Regions from separate parts of the Rattus norvegicus genome. Here all the other regions are linked to region 2. Evidence: chromatin contacts called from public Hi-C data. All regions are on one chromosome and are shown on one strand. Each heading gives the region's core, a stretch centred on a gene start, on an enhancer-like site or on the middle of the called end of the contact. The rest is flanking DNA. Distances are from core to core; before and after follow the strand shown.

Evidence for each region. A called contact is a pair of places that touch in the nucleus more often than the background predicts.
Region 1: a contact with region 2 is called in a Hi-C map of the A7r5 cell line, with 5 times the contacts expected there. The contact joins the enhancer-like site here to the promoter of Trib2 in region 2. A contact is called at or near these places in 5 of 12 Hi-C or Micro-C datasets (the A7r5 cell line, the Rat2 cell line, Schwann cells and 2 more) and 1 of 1 datasets of contacts at active chromatin or transcription factors (oligodendrocytes).
Region 3: a Hi-C map of psoas muscle shows a contact between it and region 2, with 3 times the contacts expected there. The contact joins the enhancer-like site here to the promoter of Trib2 in region 2. A contact is called at or near these places in 4 of 12 Hi-C or Micro-C datasets (the A7r5 cell line, the Rat2 cell line, prefrontal cortex and 1 more) and 1 of 1 datasets of contacts at active chromatin or transcription factors (oligodendrocytes).

The regions. Positions count from the first base shown.
Region 1 is chr6:44,714,828-44,718,295 of GRCr8, reverse strand. No RefSeq gene overlaps it. Among named protein-coding and RNA genes, the nearest start is that of Lpin1, 390 kb to the left of the region's middle. Within about 2 kb of position 1,710, at least 5 of the 93 cell types and tissues checked have an H3K27ac peak or open chromatin away from gene starts, as enhancers often do. A contact at or near this core is called in the A7r5 cell line, where this site is marked.
Region 2 is chr6:44,297,613-44,301,040 of GRCr8, reverse strand. It overlaps Trib2 (tribbles pseudokinase 2), which reads left to right and starts at 1,947. Exons shown (of 3, transcript NM_001108015.3): 1 at 1,947-3,428. The coding sequence starts at 3,302.
Region 3 is chr6:44,628,705-44,632,442 of GRCr8, reverse strand. No RefSeq gene overlaps it. Among named protein-coding and RNA genes, the nearest start is that of Trib2, 330 kb to the right of the region's middle. Within about 2 kb of position 1,977, at least 2 of the 93 cell types and tissues checked have an H3K27ac peak or open chromatin away from gene starts, as enhancers often do.

The DNA.
Region 1 (3,468 bases), core at 461-2,960, 420 kb before region 2:
ATGCTAGAATAGTGTACCAAAGGGGGCATCTGGCTAGCACACTCAACACCCATGATGCATTTACCCCTGATAATTAATGGACAGTTTGAAGGTTTTCCCAATGTCTATTTTGTTAAGTGAGTGGTATTTTCTAAGAATTTCCTTTTGATAATGACCAATGTGCTAGTTTGAGTCTTTGTCTTTTGCTAGTGAAGATTTTCTGGACTTGAGGTTCACCCTCTGTGTGTGTTAGTTTCTTCTTGACACACTTCTTAAATGGATGAACTTCACCTGGTCTAAAGCTCAGGGAAGGAACTGAAGAGACGTCTGTTGGAGGTCACAGCTCTGTGGCTAAAGCCTTTGCTGTGTTTGAGGCAAAACAGAAGCGGGATGGGGACCAGGTGGGGCTGTGAGGAACCCAAGTCACACTTAGAAAACACATTTTATGTTCTTCTATGTTCCCAAAACTAAATGTCAGAGTGCTGCTGGTTGTACAGGTCTAGAAAATTCTGCTATGCCTTTGCCTTTTAATCCTCATAATCAGGATATTTGTATTGCAAGTAATCAGAGTTCACGCTGCCTCTCCTCTACGCATAGTCAGTCTCCATATCCATGGGATCTCTGTTGACAGATTCAATCAGCTACACATGGACACTATCTGGAAAAGAAAACACAATCATAGCACACACATATAGATATGTTCTTAGTTATCATTCCCCAAACATTATAGCATATACATGACCTGCATTTACACTGCATTGAGATCACGGGTATCGTGACATGACTTAAGGTTTATTGGCGGGTGTATGTGAGTCCTATGCAAATACTATATAGACTTATGTAAGGGTACGTGCCATATGTGGATTCTGCCCTCTGTAGATATTGAAGACTTAGAGAATCATACTCTTTAAACCTTGTTCTTAAGGTCATGACCTCATTTAACCATAACTACAAGAGCTGTTTGTTAGCTATTGGTATTTCTGCTTGACTTAATATGTGTGGCAAAATAACTTGTACATATCTGCATATCTATCATTATCATTTTTGGTTTTTTTCTTTGACAACTTTTCTTTTGAAAATGTCCTATCTGGCTTGTGATCTCTGTCCCAGCTGATCCCTGATCTAATATCATTGTGACTCTGAACTTTTATCCACTGACATTACTCCCTGTATTAAGCAATAAATTCTCTAAACTTAATGTGGATGTCTCCCACCCTGACTTGTGTGGAATCCAATGTGATAATATTCGGAGGTGTGGGGTTTGGAATGGAATAGATCATGAGAGCGGAGCTCATGTATGAAATGAGTGCTTAAAATGTTGGGGTTATTAAATCATGATGAGTGCTCTCAATAAAAGCTGCTCTAGGTCCATGGATACGTACCATCAAGAAGTCCCACCTTGAGACAGTCTGATGGACATTAGTATCAACAGTTCTCACTGCACATCCCCTCCACATGTCCAGTTGATTCTAGTCTGAAAAAAAGATTTTACTGTTACAAAGTATTAAAACATAGATTGGTTTCATCTCCAAGTGAATTCACTAGTAAAAAGGCAAAAAATAATTCTGTTTTCTTCTCCTTTCCAACAACTTCATTCCTGAAAGTGTGAGGGGGAAATGCCCTTCTTTCTGCCCACATCATCAAATGGTTTATGCCAACTGCTTACGTAGTAGAAAAGTCCTATGTTTACATGAACTGGAGGCAGCAATTCTTGGCACATTAGTCACAGCAGGCTAACTGCTGTAAAAAATAGCCCTCACTATCTAACGTTTAGCATTGTGAACGTCTCTGTGTCTCCCATTCCACAATGGCAAAGGGCAAAAGGCACTGGGACCTGAGATCATACACTGAGCAGTAGAGAGAATGAGATGAGAGAAGAGGAAGATGGATGGGGTAGAGAAGGGTTCCCAGGAGAGGGATTTAATGAGCCCTGTTAGAAATGGGATACATATCATGTCTACTCCTACTTCATGACTAGATAGTATCCAAAGTGTCACAAGACCTTGTATTTAAGTCACTGTGAAATAAGATCCTGAGAAAAGAAAAGACCTCCCAACAATCATTGTTTCCCAAATCCTTAAAATCATTTTGCTCCATGAAAAGGCTGATGGACAGGATTATGGTAATCCCTTGATTCTAGTGTAGTTTTCTGTAATTTGCTGATAGATTCAGGAACATACGTATGGGTACATCAACTCACTGGAATCTTCTAGAGTGGAGAAATGCTTTCTTAGAAGTGAAGTCGTTTAGGCTTAATCAATGAGGGCAAAGTATGGCTTCATTGAAGGTGGCCTCTAGGCAGGATCATGCTCCAGCAATTGCCCTGGTTTGTCAAGAAGTTCTGTCTCTAATACAGCAGAAAAGATCACTGGTCGTCTTGTAGCTACTTACCTAGAAGAAGTAGATGAAGAGACTTTCACCACTCCCCACCCCTACTTAGTAGACTAGTTAAAAGCTCCAAACACAAAGGAGTATTTTTAGCATCAGATCTGTAAAGCACATTGTACCCAAGATGGAATTTGAGTGAACTCCAACATAGAAAAGTCATTTTACAATCTGGAGCCGTGTCACATGGGGAAATGTGTTAAATAATACTTTCCTTTCCAAAAGGATTGTATCTTGTATAATGAGTTTCTTACCTCAAAATTTTTTTCTTTTTGTTAAAAAAAATTATCTTTTGCTACAATTGCCACAGTTGAACTATGGATAAGCCAAGGTCACATTGTCATGGCAAAGTCCTTTGTCCTTTGATCTTTTTTGTAATGAGTCCATTTCTACCAAGGTGTCCATTTGAAGACCATATTCACCAGAGTTTAGATATGTGAACAAGTCCAGCAGAACAGACTGCCCTGAGACAGTCACTTTTTGTTTGGTGTCCTTCGTTTTCACAGGTCTTCTGTTAATGGGTCTGTGGAGCCTAATAGGCTTGCTTGAATATCCAGTTCAAATAATCTCAAAGCAGGCCCTGGAGTATAATAGAAAGTCAACCGAGGGTAGGATTCCTGTGGTCAGCCCCTGCACATCCAACCTGAGCCCAGCTTCTCCTGGCTTCATGTTTCCTCCTCCTGTAATCACCAGTGAAATCAACTCAGATGAACAGTTTAAGGATGAATGAATCTTTTTTCCCTTGGTACTTTTTTCCCCTAAGTGTTCATTGTTTTGAGATCCCAGGCTTCTCTATTCAATATATAGGTTTTCAGTTGAAGGACACTGAAAGTTAAATACACAACCTGAGGTGGGGGGAAAGGTTGTCAGTATGTTCTGGAAACTAAAGCTATTCAAGGTGAAAGGCACTTGTTACTCAGGTCTCTTGACACTGAGTGAATAGGCAACTTGGTAGCATGGCTTCAGAGAGGATTGGTATAATAAGAAGAGACAAAGTGGAATCCATATCTCTTTACTCTGCTTTAAAAACTGTGCATTGTCAAACTACTTTGAGGTAAGTACAATGTATTTAATTAATCTTTTTGGTTTACTCTATAGAACTGC
Region 2 (3,428 bases), core at 698-3,197:
GTGCGTTTCTTAGTTTCTTAGCCCTCCGGGGTTAGACTGAGCTCTAGGGTGGAGAAGATCAAATCCTACTCAAACTTAGATCTTCGCCCAGGGATAAGCATGTCATAAGCCAGCAGTCCTCAACCTTCCTAATGCTACTGTCCTCGAATACACTTCCTCATGTTGCAGTGACCCTCAAACATAAAATTACTTCACTACTACTTCATAACTGTAATTTTGCTTCTCTTATGAATATAATGTAAATGTCTGATATGCGACCCCGGTGAAAGGGTTCTTCACCCCAAAGGGATCACAACTCACAGGGTGAGAAACACTATCATACTTCTTCATGAATCTCCCAGAACTGCAATTGCAGTTCTAGGGATCACATGAGGTAAGCAGGGGCCTGTTATTTCACAGATGAGACCTAGGGAGGGGAAAATAAAAACAAAAATCCTACCAACTCAGTTTCCTTCTGAAACTGGATACTGACGCTGGAACACAGGTCTCTCAAGCTTTCTTACAAGAAAGTTTTGTGATAGTTACCCAGTAGAGGCCACAGGGAACATTTCTCCATGGGTCCTCTGTAGAGACTATCTAGCGCCGTTCTTGAACTGGGCAGAGACTACATGATGGCACACTAGTCTGTGGTCATCATGACATCCTCAAACTGTTATCCTACTAAGGGACAGTTTAGAGATCGGAGACTGAGTGTAAGGCAGATGAGTGGGGAGCAGGATGTGAGATCTGTGAGAAGACACGGGCCATCTTAGTTTTTTCTTAAAATCTGTTCTCTAGGGTGGCCAGCTGGACAAGCAAGGTCCATTCACCATTCTGAAACAACCCTCAGGGATCTCCTGATCATTAGAGCAACTATTGTCCCAGTTAACTATAATTATAAATAGTTTTCTATTTTCGTTCAAAAGTGGTAGTGCGGAAAACTGTTGCAGAGTGGCCTCCCTCGTAGAAAGCAGTAGCCTCGCCCCAGACCATAGCTGCTTCTCCTTCTCTTTCTGTTTTCCCTGCTACATTGCTTCTCTGAGGTAAAGGCAAGAGGCTGAAGCTGTGGCCTGAACTTTCCCCAGGTCTGCTCAAACCAATAGTCAGGAACCTTACCAGGAAGCTAAGAATAAGTCCGGGTTAAAGTGCAGCCTTCAGTTGAACTTAGTATTGAATGTGTTCCTGGCCCACATACTGAGATGACTGGACTGGAGAAGCCTGGCTCTTTGCCTGGGAGCCAATATCACTTGCAGAGGTGTGAGTGCAAAGAGGTGTGTGTGCCTGAGCCCCCCAAAAGACCCTGTCCTTAAATCAAAAGACGCTGAAAGTACCCCCAATCCTATAACTGTGAAGTGGGGGAGGGGTGGTGACACTAATTACAAGCCCACAATGGACTTCTGTTGAAGTGAGAAGCAACTGGAGAGAGAGTAAAACTAATTCTAGAGACTGTGGGCTGCAAGAAATTCTTCGTTCTTTAAAAACCGAGGGGAGCCTCTTGCTCAGGTTAACATCGCAGCAGAGGAGGGCCCAATACTCAGAAGTTGCGAGGCTTTCTGCAGAAAATCCCATGGAAGAGGATCTAAGTCCCAAAGTTGACCTGAGCCTGCCGGTGTTGCGTGGCGATGGTGGTAGATACACAGCCCAGCATCCTTAGCTCTGCAGCGCGAGCAGCAGGCCAGGCAAGCCCAGAGCCCATGGACTGCGGAAGGATATAAAAGCACTGTTTACCTCGCGCCTGGCCGAGCCATCCAGGGGCGAGGCCAGGGCTCCCGCGGGGGCGCTGCAGGAGTGGCGGCAGCAGTCCTGGCCGCGGGCAGGCGCTGGGGAGCCGCGCGCGAACTGGCAGCGGCGCGGCTGATTGATGGGCTCCCGGCTCAATGACAGGGGCCGGGGCGTGGGTGGGGCGGGGCCGGCGAAGAGGGCGGGGGCTCAGTGGAAATGTGTCGGTGACTTTGAATGGGGAGACTGAGCGCGAGCGAGCGAGGCGCGCGCGCACACATACGCGCACACACAGCCGGGCTCGCTCCGAGATCCCCGGCCACGTAAGTAACTATTAATACCGCCTCGCCCGGGGATGCGGGCGTGCTGAGCGCCGGGATTGGCCTAGGGCACCGTGGCCATCCCCTTTAATTTTTAAATACACGGTCCTCTCCTACTTCTGGGTGGCAAGAAAGAAAAGAAAAGAAGACAAGCCGTCGATTTTTATTTTTCCTCCAGAACAAGCCCGCCGTGCAATTTGGTCGCAAGGCATCGGGAGACAAGAGTGGTTTGCAAATTGTTCCAAGCCTCAAGACCCAGCTGTGCAGCGGAAAAAGAACGCCGCGGGTTAACAGAGTCCGGGGAGCATCTGCGGCCAGCTCCTGCAGGACCCCCGGAAATCTCCTGCCGCTGGTCCCCCCAGGTCACCGCCCGCACTTCTTGCTTCATCAGAGGAGGATCTGGGACGTGAGCGGCGACAGCAAGAGCTAGTGCTGACCGCGCGGGCTCAGCTTTGGGCTTTGTCGCGGTACCTGTGCCTGCCCTACTCCGCACTCCCTACTCAGCTTTTGCAATCTTTTGTTGCCACTGCTGACCGCCCCAAGTTAAATGCTCCTTTGCTATTTTGCTTTTTTTTCTGTCCCTTTTTTTTTTTTTTTTTTTGAGAGCGAGAGGGAGAGCTCTGCGATTTTTTGGAAAAGCCTCAGACGCCATCTACAGTTAAGACTTAGGTAACTGCCCTCTCTAGCACCCCCTTCCACGCCCCCCACCCTTTCTACCAAAAAGGGGGGGTGCAGCGCGGATTCTGGCTGCCGCGCGGCGTGAGCCGGTAGACCCGTGCTTATTTCCTTTTTCTTTTTGTTTGGTTTCTAACGCGTGGAGGGCGAGCCGGCGCCGCACGCTCCCTGAAGACTGCACAAACTCCAGGCAGGGCTCCTCCGCCCGGTCTGCGGATCCTCAGCTGGGGATCGCTCAGGATCCCGGCGCTGCAGCTCCGCACCCCAGAGGCACGCTCACTCGTCCAGATCCACGCGGCGAACAGAGACCCACTGACTCCAGAGTGCGGTTCTGCACTGCGCTGGCGGCTTCTGGGTAACAAAAGGACCCGAGTTGTCGGCCGAGCGAGCACCCCCGGGAGCGGGGCTCGCAGCCGGGGACCAGCCCTGCGGCGCCCATCTGGGGGCTAGTTCTTAACTCTCCTCTACGGAGCCCCAGACGGGTCCCCTCCCTTCTTGATCCTTTTAAGTCTGTGGCACAGAGGCGCCTGCACCCGCGGCTCATCCATCTCTCCAGTGGGGTTTTTCTTTTTGGTTTGTTTGTTTTGTCGTGTGCGATCCCCACACTCATGAACATACACAGGTCTACCCCTATCACAATAGCGAGATATGGGAGATCGCGGAACAAAACCCAGGATTTCGAAGAGCTGTCGTCTATAAGGTCCGCTGAGCCCAGCCAGAGTTTCAGCCCGAACC
Region 3 (3,738 bases), core at 728-3,227, 330 kb before region 2:
AAGAAAACTAAAACATGACAGCCCATCTTGGTTCACACAAGCGCTCAGTAATGGATCCAATATCCATTCACTCCAGTGGCATGATTCTCAAACATTATCCATTCATCAATGCCTTGAAAAACTACCTGTGTAGTTTTTATCCACTATCTACATCTGTAACATTTTACTCTCAACCCTTTAGATAGGCAGTCTTCTTTAGAATAATAGCTCATGGTTCCCCTGCACCAGTAGCATACATCTTGAAATTCTCATGGCATTGGCCAGTCATCCAATATGGCTTCTTCTTCTAAGGTGTCTTCTTTGTCTCATGTCATGATAAACCATCTGAAGGCAGATATTCTATTCCAATTCCCCAAGCTTTCCCACAGTGGACCCATCAGATCCAATTAGGTCACCTTTCCTTTCTTCCTCAGCCCCCTGCTCCACACCTAGGCATCTTTTTTTTTTTTTGGTTCTTTTTTTCGGAGCTGGGGACCGAACCCAGGGCCTTGCGCTTCCTAGGTAAGCGCTCTACCACTGAGCTAAATCCCCAGCCCCTACACCTAGGCATCTTTAGATGACCTGACTTACTCTGTGCAATATATATGTAGCTTGCGTTTGTCTGCTTGATCCACTTTATTTTCCCAATCTAAACGATAACTTTTGAGACCACATTGTTTTAAAAACACCTCTCCCACTTATTTCTGCTACAGTGTCTAATATATGGTGAAAGGTAATTCATTTCTTCAGCAAATGTTTATTGGATCATAATTTATATTTTATCCAGGGTAATCAATGCTGTTGATAGGCAGGACACAGCTTGTGTCCTGGAGTTATTAAGTTATCACTTAAGAGCTCCTCACTCAACTTTATCCTGCAGCAGAAGGTGGGAAACATCCATTCTGCTCTGGGGTCAATGGAGGTAGCATCAGGTACCTTTAATCTCAGTGCTAGGGTGGCTGAGGAAGATGCATTGTGAGTTTGAAGCCAACCTGGGTCATATTGTCTCAACAAAACAAAACAGGGCTAGAGAGCTGGCTCAGTGATGACGAGTTTGCCCTGATCATGTGTATGATGATAGTTTAATTTCAGCAATCACACATTCAGTTTACAGTACCGTGTATTCCAGCACTTGGGGCATCTGGTGCCTCTGGCCTCTTTGAGTATACAGACACATGCATATGCTCACATATAGACACACAATCACATGTGCTTGTATGCACATGCACAAACACAGATAATTAAAAATAAAAATAAACGTTCAAAACACAGTGAAAGAGGATGTCATCATGGAGAAAGGAATTAAGTTTAAGTTCAGTGCTGTATTTAATACAATCTCTTCACAGGAAATGTTGAAAAATAGGAGACAATAGGATGCCCTCTGTACAGATGACTGTGCTGGAAGCCCATCTGGACTGTGAACAGTCTGTTTCAGGGTGGCCTCCTCTTATTTTGTTTCAGAACTGAAGCCTAGCACCTAGCAGATGCTAGGTGATTACCGAATGAAAAAATATGTTTGCAAGAAATTCAACTCCTGATGTAAAATTGCCCAGACTTTTATTCTGCAAAGGCTTTTTGTCAAATGTATTTAGAACTTAAAAGCCCTTCGGGCCCTCAGACTTGAGAGACTGGGTATATTCCAGAAATGCAGACTCCTCTACATAGAGCCTTGGAGACTGCCTTCTAAAGGTTTCCTCGCACCTAACCATTGCTCAGCATATGTCCTGTTGCTTTTGCCCAACCCTATGAGCTGTGGCCTTTCTTCCTCATATCTTCAGCTTTCCTCTCTAAGTCAGCCCAACACCCTTGCTAGATTATTCCCTGTGTCCTTTGCAATGTGTTTCCTTCTTTAAGGGATGCCTGTAGGGATGGTAATAATCAGGAGAGTTCCGGCATGTTTGGCTCGGGGAGATGATGCAGAAAGGCCTGTAATATGTCATACTGGAAGGGACTTTAAGGACACAGGTCTCAACCCTGCCATTTGAAAAGCAGGCAAATGAAACCCTTGAGGAAAGGGCTATTTTAAGATAGTGCAGTGATTTAGAATCCAGGCCCTGTTTCCCAGCTAATGTCTTCCTCAGATTCCACGGGCTTTCTTCCAAGCTTAATATCAAGGCGCATTGCTAAGCCATTTTGCTAAGTATCTTAGCTGGGCTGTTCCATCACCAGCTCATTTATAGTCATACGTCTTTAAAACCCCAGCAAAAGGAATCTCAGTTCCCAGAATGCACTGCACACTCCACCATGAACCAGTCAGTCTTATTCCTTCAGGACTTATCATTAATTCTCTCATCATCTCGAGTTTTATTGTTCTCTTCCTCCTCAGGCACAAAGGAACTCAAGCATTGAATTGCTTCATCATCCTAGATACTAAAAGTTTGATTCCGAAGTTCTTAAGGCGAGTCCATTTCTAACTTCTGGCAGCATCTGCTACAGGCATGCTTGGGGGCCATTCATTCTCTCCTCAATCCTTTCCCAGCTCTGTTCACAGCACCATTTAATTAAGCCTTATTGAGCAGAATTCGGGCGACATTCTTTATGTGTATGATGTCATTTACTCGGGACAGTAATTTAGTATGCTCAATATCATGCCCATTTTCTAAGTGAAAAAAAAAAACTGAGGCTGAACAAAGGTGAAACCCCTGGCCAAGTATGGAGCAAAGAAATGATGGAGTCCAGATGTGAGCAAAGGTTGTGTCCTGATTCCAGGACCTCAGGCCACCCTATTACTTAGATTGGATGGGAGTTCTACTTGGTCATAAAATTTGGTGAAATGATCATCTTGTCCCATCTCTGCCAGCCCCCAGCAATCTTGTGTGGTGACATGCTGTCTACTAGCATTATGCCTTTAGTGACATCTTAGGACAACTCCTGGGTCTTGTGCATAACTCAGGAACCAGCTGTTAAAATGCTTTCTTTCCAGTAAGGATTATGGGGACTGGCAAGCAAATTGTTTCTGTCTCCTAAATTCAAGACACAAAGGTAGCTGACTCTGAGCTAAGGCAGCGTCTTCCTCCTTTCCATATGTCTGACCAGGAAGATTAGCATCATTGAGCATAATGCTGGCCATGGTTCTGTAGTCATGAAGGAACAGACAGCTGTGGGGTCAGAGGAGCAGGAGAGGAGTGGCTTGGATGCAAGGAAGTAGGAGCACTGTGCCTAGAGATGAAGCCTGGAACAGTGACATGTGACCCCCATATGAGTCAGCTTCTGCTCAGGTAATGAGAACCCAATGAGATGTAAACTTATTGCAGAAAACACTCGGGACAAATTCATCATTGATGTGGCTATTTTGGGAGATGAAAGAGAACTTGAAAAGAAGAGGGACACGTAAAAAGTATTCTAGCTGAGTGGGCCTGATAGGAAACGAACATTTCCCTTCATAACTCAACAGCGAGAATCAAAAGCATCCCTATCTTTTAAGTCTGAAAACCAGCAGGGCCAGGTGCTGCGTGTAGATGTTGCCAGCTCTTTACTCCCTGGATATACAGATTGTGATCTGGGTCTGGGGCAATTTGCAGCTTTATTTCATTGTTGCTAAGAGGACGCAGATTCCATGTGTAGCCTCTGGAGCTCAGAGTGGTGATTCCCCCAAGGTTCCCCCTGAACACACCAGTCACTATGAAGACAGGCACGGCTGTTAGATACCGCTGTTCTCTAACAGTGAGTGTACACATTCTTTCCCTGCCACTTGTAGAGGACTCTGCCTAGGGCAGCAATCAGATGAGAAGGATATGGGGTATAGGAGAAGGTCTACTG